Linked DNA regions of Sus scrofa: regions 2 and 3 are each linked to region 1. A link is a contact called in public Hi-C and HiChIP or PLAC-seq data. All regions are on one chromosome and are shown on one strand. The core of a region is the stretch at or near the end of the contact, and the rest is flanking DNA. Distances in the headings are between cores, read along the strand shown. Region 1 holds the start of CDC23 (cell division cycle 23). Region 2 holds the start of EGR1 (early growth response protein 1). Region 3 overlaps ETF1 (eukaryotic peptide chain release factor subunit 1).

Evidence for each region. Hi-C and Micro-C count contacts between places; a contact is called where the count stands out from the background. HiChIP or PLAC-seq counts read pairs in DNA pulled down with a chosen protein or histone mark.
Region 2: a Hi-C map of liver shows a contact between it and region 1, with 3 times the contacts expected there. The contact joins the promoter of EGR1 here to the promoter of CDC23 in region 1. A contact is called at or near these places in 1 of 5 promoter capture datasets (fetal liver) and 1 of 47 Hi-C or Micro-C datasets (liver).
Region 3: a contact with region 1 is called in an H3K27ac HiChIP or PLAC-seq map of alveolar macrophages. The contact joins the enhancer-like site here to the promoter of CDC23 in region 1. A contact is called at or near these places in 5 of 47 Hi-C or Micro-C datasets (embryonic fibroblasts, mesenteric adipose tissue, retroperitoneal adipose tissue and 1 more) and 2 of 2 datasets of contacts at active chromatin or transcription factors (alveolar macrophages and skeletal muscle).

The regions. Positions count from the first base shown.
Region 1 is chr2:140,229,352-140,232,051 of Sscrofa11.1, forward strand. CDC23 (cell division cycle 23) reads right to left here and starts at 1,424. Exons shown (of 16, transcript NM_001267826.1): 1 at 1,260-1,424; 2 at 1,100-1,172. The coding sequence starts at 1,411.
Region 2 is chr2:140,439,525-140,442,224 of Sscrofa11.1, forward strand. It overlaps EGR1 (early growth response protein 1), which reads left to right and starts at 1,305. Exons shown (of 2, transcript XM_003123974.6): 1 at 1,305-2,499. The coding sequence starts at 2,193.
Region 3 is chr2:140,473,542-140,476,241 of Sscrofa11.1, forward strand. ETF1 (eukaryotic peptide chain release factor subunit 1) reads right to left here. Exons shown (of 11, transcript XM_003123975.6): 8 at 2,357-2,512; 9 at 1,853-1,917; 10 at 960-1,107; 11 at 1-691. The coding sequence ends at 609. The region is part of intron 2 of LOC106509575 (a long non-coding RNA gene); the gene reads left to right. Among named protein-coding and RNA genes, the nearest start is that of ETF1, 29 kb to the right of the region's middle. Within about 2 kb of position 1,265, at least 1 of the 83 cell types and tissues checked has an H3K27ac peak or open chromatin away from gene starts, as enhancers often do. A contact at or near this core is called in alveolar macrophages, where this site is marked.

The sequences.
Region 1 (2,700 bases), core at 174-2,673:
TTAACTTCACAGAGTATTCACTTGTCTGTAAAATGAGCAAGTAATACAGATTTGATATGAGGAAAAAGTGAAAACGTCATGAAAAATGTCAAGCATTAATACTGGCATTCCCTTCCTTCTCTAGGCTTTTAAATTTCCACAAAAATACAATATATTGTGCAGTTACTTATAATTTTTGTACTTGGATAAAGTTTTAACATGTTAGTATTGCAAAAGCAAATTCTCTATTTAAAAAAAAAATGAAATGATGCACATTTAAGGTAAAAACATACAATCCCCATGAATTCTAGGGATAAGCTGATCAAAATTTTAATAATTTCATTCTCCTCATCCTCCTTGCGCATGTATTACCAGCATGAAACTGGAACCAAAATGTATCCAATGTTTTTGTCACTGGATGATCATGTGTCCTAAATATGGCCATTTCAGCTTAGGATTCTAGTGGCCCTTTTCACACCTATTCATCATTTGCTTATTTCTTCTCCTGCCCCTCTGACCTCCAAATACCTTTTGGATTAAATATTTCTTGTTTTTACGTGTAAAGGGTGTGTCAAAAAAACGGCAGCTTCAGGAAAAACAAAATGGATTATGATGAAAATCTTTCAGACTATTGAGACTATGTAAACGTATGCTGTATATAGTACCTAAAATGTATTCCTCATTTAAATCTCTCAATATCCCTGTAAAGTAAATACTATTATCTGCATTTCACAGATAAGGTATCTTTGTCTCAGGAGGTTAGTAAGTTGTCAAAAGTTACTACTATGGCTGATATTTGAACCTAGAGCTGTCTGAATCCAAAGCTGGTTTCGCACTGTTGTAAAAACCTCTGATTCTTCTCCTTGTTGGGCTCTGAAACCTAAAAGGCTGGAATCTTAAGCAAGGATTGTTTACTAACTCTCTCCAGCTTAACTAAGGACACTACTAAGTCTTTAAAGCTTAGCTAAAACATTTAGATAAAATAGCTTAAAACACTTAGCTCTTTAAAAGCTTGAATTCCCTCTACCCAACATTCCTGCCAGGCAGTATGTTCCCAACTGGTGACAAGGCACTCAGGATCTCTTCTGATGATGGGGAGGACCCGCTAAGATGTCCTTACCTCTGTAATAGGCGGCGGCGGCTGCAGCTCGGACAGAGGCAACGCTGGAAGGGAGAAGGCCAACTCCGCTGACCTGGAACATCCAACCAAATTGAATCAGCTCGAGCTCCCCAAGGCCAAGGATGCCAAGCCCGGTCCTCCCCGGACCCCGACCTCTCACCATTTGCTACTGTGCAGTAGGCCCCGCTCGCGGGTAAGGCCCGCGATAAGTAGCAGCTGCTTTTTAATTTCTCGCAAATTTGAGAAATCGCCACTCGATGACAGGACCGGCATTACAGCAGTCACTGGGACTACAGAGGGGCTCGCAGCCATTTTTGGGTTTCAGCCACTCCAGCCAATCACCAGCGACAATACTAGCTGCCCCGGTTCACCAAAAAGTCCGCACGTTATTGGCGAACTCTGGCTCCGGAGAGACCAATCACAAGTCGCCCTCCTCCTAGCCTCTCTAAGAGGCCTGGAGAGATGAGACAAATTTATTCTCCGATTGGCCAAGAACTTCTAGGGCGGGAAAGTCAGATCAAGAAAGAGGGGTGAAAGCCAGGATTTCTAGGCGGGGCAGAAAGGAATGAGTGACTAGGAAAAGTGGACTGGGAAGCGCGGTTTGGGAGTAGGGGCCAAGAAAGTGCAGAAAGGACAGAGCCCTGCACCTTAAGAGTGACGTGACTGAACGAAAGATGGAATGTACTTAGTGGGCATGCAAAGTGATGTATGTATCTAGCAAAGATAACTGGTAGCCTACAGATTTTTCCTTAAGGAAGTAGGCCGCAGGTGGAGACTTCTTCCTCTTTATCCACCCTCTTCCTTAACCCAGAAGTGGGGAAGATAACTAACATGTATTGAGGGTTTACCTTGTGACAGGTTCTGTACTTCTACAAAATCTGGTTTGACCATTAAAACAGACTTATGATATTGTATCATCCCAATTGTTTGTTTTTTGGGGTTTTTTGTTTTGGTTTGGTTTTCGGTTTGGGTTTTTTGTTTTGTTTTTGTTTTGTTTTGTTTTGTTTGGCTTTTTAGGGCCGCACTCGCTGCATATGGAGGTTCCCAGGCTAGGGGTAGAATTGGAGCTGCAGCTGCCAGCCTACATCACAGTCCCAGCAACGCCAGATCCGAGCCACCTCTGCAATCTACACCACAGCTCAGGGAAGGCATCACCGGATCCTTAACCCACTGAGCGAGGCCAGGGAGCGAACACACAACCTCATAGTTCCTATTCGGATTCGTTTCCACTGTGCCACGACGGGTACTCCCGCAATTTTACAGATGAAAGAATTGAAAGTTTAGAGAGTTCAGATCATTTTCCCAAGGAGAGCATCTAGATTATAACCCAGCTCTGACTCAAAAACCCATGGTTCTTAAACATTACATAAACATTTTTAATCTTGTGTTGTTTTTCACCCTTTCATAGTATCCCTGGGAACGTTTTAAGCCACTTTTGTCATTCTTTGGGTGTTAAATAGAAGTGATTTTAGGTAAAGAATGTTGTTTAGATTAACATCTATTATTAAAGATTGTTTCATAAAGTCAACTTTATTGCACCATACTATGCAGTATATGAAGGCAAAATACTAATTTTTTTCCTGTTTCACAAGTGATACACA
Region 2 (2,700 bases), core at 55-2,554, 210 kb after region 1:
GCATTTAGACACGACACCTGACTCTGACCCGCCCGGCCTTGCTGCCCAGCAGGAGGCCTCAGAGAGATTCATCACTCCTGCCCCTGCCCCTAATGGACCACTCCTTAAGCGGTGGGAGTGTCCCCCACCCCTGCTCTTCGACCCCTACCTCCGGAAGCTGTTTCGGTTCAAGGAGACCCTAGCTCACTCTCTTCTCTCCCAGTGTCGTCAGCACCTTCCTTCCACACACAGACTCTCTGCTTTCTTTTTAAATTCAGAAAAACACCACCTCCCCTGGATTCAGAGCTAGAGCAGGAGCCTACCGGAATCCCTGTTCTGTGTGGGGTGTGCGCTTGACGGTGGGGAGTCGGGTGAGGACGGAATGGGGAGGGCTTCTCCGTTGGTGTTTGCATGGTCCCGGGAGACCTCCGGGAACCATTCCAGCCTCCTCCCGTCCACCCCCACCTTGGCCTGGCTCGGAAAGGGGAGTGTTATCCCGCCTTGGAGGTGGCGGCTCCCCGGGGACTGCAGGGGGAGCCCGGGCTTCGGCGCCTGCTCAGTTCGCGTTCACTGCGTCTAAGGCTCCCCCGGCCTGGCGCGGCGCCCAGCACAGGAGCCGGGAGGGGGAGCAAAAAGGCGGCGGAAGAGCCCACACGGTCAGGGGCCGGGGGAACCGAGCCGGAGAGGGGACCTCCAGAGGGCAGCACCAAGCCGCTAAGGAAGTCCTCTCTTCGGGCTAGTTTGGGGTCCCCAGAGAGCCCATAGAAAAGCCTCCTTTTCAGATTCCCACACCGCCCGCCCCTCCTCCACCTGTTCCGGATAAAGGTGGGAAAGTCTCCCATTATCACAAGGACCACTAGCTCCTGGTGTGAACAGGACTCAGGTCTCTCCAGGGGTAACCAGTTTCCTTCGTCCAGCCACCCAAACGTGGGCTTTTCCCCAGCAGGGACGAGAAACAGTCTTTCGGTTCTGATGGCGCAGAGGGATCCCCAGGCCCCAACAGCCCCAGCCCATTGGCAGATGGAGGAGAAGCAGGTGGCCGCCGCACCGCACCTTACTGCCCAGGAACCCAGGAACCATCTGCTGTTATTTCCTAGCCTCAACTTCCCCAGCGACACCTGGAAAGGCGCCGTGCCATTGGCCGAGGCTGGGGGTCAGGGCCCCGCCTTTCCTGGGCGGCCTCTGCCCCGGCCAGCACAGCCGCTCCTCCCCTTCTCTCCCGCCCGGCTCCCACGGTCCCAGAGGTGGGCGGGTGAGCCCTGGATGACGGCACGAGAACCCCAGTCCGACTCGCCTTCGCCCCCGCCCCGGGCCCGGGCTTTCCCAGCCCAGTCCTCGCCGAGGAGCCGCGGTGCGCCTAGCGCTCCGCTCCCCGAACCCCCCCAGCCTGGGTGTCCCCGGCTCTTGCGCGAGTTGGGCTCCCGGCTTGGAACCAGGGAGGAGGGAGGGCGCCAGGGAACAGCAAGCAGCGACCCGGAAACGCCATATAAGGAGCAGGAAGGATCCCCCGCCGGAACCACCCTTATTTGGGCAGCGCCTTATTTGGAGCGCCCCGATATGGCCTGGCTGCTTCCGGCTCCGGGAGGAGGGAAGAAGGCGGAGGGAAGGGGCGGGGGCAAGGCCGGGGAGTTTCGGAGCAGCTTGAGTCCGGGAGTTCTCAGCTGCGGCTTGGGTGCTAAGCTTCCTCGAAGCCGTGGCACCTCGGGTGCGGGAGCCGGCATGAGGCCCGAGGTGCGGGATGGCGGTGCCCACGGCTCTCGGAGAGGGGCCTTCGCGTCACTCCGGGTCCTCCCGGCCGGTCTTGCCATATTAGGGCTTCCTGCTTCCCATATATGGCCATGTACGTCACGACGGAGGCGGGTCCGTGCCGTTCCAGACCCTTCAAATAGAGGCGGATCCGGGGAGTCGCGAGAGATCCCAGCGCGCAGAACTTGGGGAGCCGCCGCCGCCGCCGCCGACAGCTGCCGCCGCCGCCGCCGCCGACAGCTGCCGCCACCGCCGAAAGACCGGCCCCTACCCCAGCCTCGGTAGCAGCGCCGCGGCTACACCGGCCGGCGGCGAGGGCGAGCCTGCAGACCCCACCTGCGCTTTCCACAGTGTGCACCGCGCCCCGCATGTGACCTGGCCAGGCCCCCGAGAGGTGTCCCCCGCAGCTCCAGCCCCAGGCTGCGCCCACCCGCCCCAACACCAGCTCTCCAGCCCGCCGGTTCGGGATGGCGGCAGCCAAGGCCGAGATGCAGCTGATGTCCCCACTGCAGATCTCCGACCCCTTCGGCTCCTTTCCACATTCGCCCACCATGGACAACTACCCTAAGCTGGAGGAGATGATGCTGCTGAGCAATGGGGCTCCCCAGTTCCTCGGTGCCGCCGGAGCCCCCGAGGGCAGCGGCGGTAACAGCAACAGCAGCAGCAGCAGCGGGGGCGGTGGAGGTGGAGGGGGCAGCAGCAACAGCAGCAGCAGCAGCGCCTTCAACCCTCAGGGGGAGGCGGGCGAGCAGCCCTACGAGCACCTGACCGCAGGTAAGCTGTGGCCTATGCCGAGGGCTAGCCCCCTGCCCCACCATCCTGGCATCTGGTCCTGCCCCACGGCTTTTGTAGCGCGCCCTTCACCGCAGCAGTGCTCCCGTGTCTCAGGGATGCAAGTGGGGTTTCCCTTCCTTTCCTCGCATCCCCAGGGTTCTATGTTAGAGGGATGTCTGGGGGCATCCACCTCCACCCCCA
Region 3 (2,700 bases), core at 15-2,514, 240 kb after region 1:
GGGGGAGGGTAGTGTGAGGGAGTGAAGTTGAATCTGTCTCCTATTAGCTCACCCTTTCAACATTAAACAGAGACCGAGAGAGAAATGGTTCCAACATTTCACCACATATATTTCTTCTTATGCAGTCTAAGCTGAGAATGCCATGTAAATGGGTCACTGCGAAATGCAGCAATTTAATTTTTCTCCAATCAAAATAAGAAACAAACCAGTATGATCTCATTTCTATTAACTTTTGAAGGTTTACAGCAGTTAAAGTATTTTTGCTTCTATGTATGAAGGTTAAAAAAATCATTTTTTTTTTTCATAAAATACAAGAGCAACCAATTTCACCATCGAGTAAAAGTAAAAACTGGGATTCTTTTTAAATTAGTCCAAAGTGGCATTTAGGAACTTAGTTGTAGGCTGCTGCGCTGACACCATGACAAACCAAAGTGTAGGGTTGGGTCTGGTTTTGTTTCGGTTTTCTTTTCAATATCCAATGCTCATGGATTAAGTTCCGGAAGTGTTCCAATTGTAAGGCAGGGATCTGTTTGGATTCCACCACGGGTATGCTCCTTGGGTTGGATGCTGGAGGGTGAGGCACGTTTTGCCGGACCCATGTCGACTACCTAGTAGTCATCAAGGTCAAAAAATTCATCATCTCCTCCTTGGTATTCCATTCCCTGGAAATCTACTCGGTACCGCAAGATACCTGGAGGAAAGAAAAAAAAGGAGTAAATACGTGTGGTTCACAGAACCGAGGTGGGGGGAACAGTTCGCTCTAATTTAAAGGGAAGCCCAATCCACTTGCAGAATTATAGAAAGCAAAGAGGTGATGATAAAAACGGTCCCAACCAAGGAACCTGTGGCTACATGCTGCCTCAATGGATGAGCATACCCCACCTGAAGTAATTTTGGGATAGCTAGGAAAGACTGTGGCCTAAGACCTTAATTTTTAGTTTTCTGATTTTGCTACTCACCTCCAATTCCACCAAATCCTTTCACAAATTGGGATCCTTCTTGTGACTTATCTGTGACAATTTCCAACGTAGCTCCAAATTTTTTATAATTGTTAGCAAACCATTCCAGCAGGGGCATGCTCTCAATCAGCTCATGTTCTTGTCCTGTCTGCAGGGGCAGCCAGGAGACACATAAACAGGATTAGGATGTATCAAAACAGGGGCACGTGCTCCCCTGCCTGCCAACATTCTCCTTCCTCTCATTCTATGTATGTGTGTAAAGCTGTAAATGAATTCTCGTTTGTGGTGACGTGATTGCAACAGCACAGAAATTCTGATTACTTCAAACAACATTTTCCCCCAGGCTCTAGCTTCAGTAATGAAATGTTAACACACACTTAGCAGTTTTGCAACTTAGGGTTCCTCCTGCTGTCTCTAGAAGTCAGGCTGTTGCAAAGTGTCTCTAGGCAGCACTCATTCAACAGCCAAGAGATATACCAGCACTGCTTTTTAGAGCAGCCTTATAAAAAGCCAAAGTCCCTCAACTTAGGATATGAAGAAGCTACCAATTACAAGAATGTGTGTTGAGCAGGTGACACTTTGAGCTGTGGTGATACATTTAGGCCAAATCTGCAAAAGCTGCTTCAGCAGAAGAACTGGTAAAGTACATGGAGTGAAGGAGAGGCATTATTTAAATAAATCTTCCTCTCTACCATAAACTATGACCTGGCCTCCTTCCTTGGAATCAGATCCGTACGTGGCAGATAAGAGCTGACCACCTCCCAGTACTCCCACTGCCGACAAGTATGAAGTTTGGTTTCCCAAGGCTGATACTGCTCTATGCCGCCAGGGCTCTAACACATGGATTTATGTCTCCTTGCATCCACTGCCAAACAAAATCAACAATGACATACCTCTTTGTCTGTAAAATGAGATTTATCCTTCTCTTGTTCTGGAGTTAGATAGAGAATTTTCTCCTCTGCAGTATTAGGGGAAAAAAATGTGTTAACCTGGTTCTCATATACTAACAAGTTTAAGTCCTATGAGATGAGTTAGGTTAGATGAAAGGGCTCCTGAACTCATTCTATCAACTTTCTTTTCATAAGCACATTAGTCAGCATGCAGTGACTGAATAATGTCTATCAGGCACACCACTCCTATCACAAAGAAATACTAAAAACATTTAGTATACATATAGCCTTTGTCCTCAAAAAATTTAACAATCTCAAGCAAATGTTTATCAGTCCAATCAGAAAAATCTATGAAGGAATGGGATACAAAATGAAAGAGTGGGAACAAGATCTAGATCTGCCTTTTGATTGCTCCTGAAATTAGCCATCTTTCCCAAATCTCCACCTCAGGCTTCTTGAATATACAGCCCAGTAACAAGCAGTGTTCTTATTTTCTAATTCTCATACCTTCTGTGCCTTGGCAATGAAGAACATATCTCATTATATCCAGGTTTTCATAGACTATTAGAATCTCTACAGCTCCCATTTCTAAAGCCTTTAGTGTATCTTCAACTCCAAAACAGTACTTGCCCGTGTCTTGGCTGATTTCATCGAAGTATCGCCCTGTGGTTAGGGACAGGTCAGTGAGAACACACATTCAAGCTTCTTTTATAGGTATAGACCCTCTTCCTTAAAGTCAGAAAAAATTCAACTTAAAAATAAGTGCCAAAAGTCAGTGCAAAATCATACCACTAGTTGAGCCTTCGGAAATTGAGACAAGAGGTATAGCTGGGCCAAATAGATAATCATTT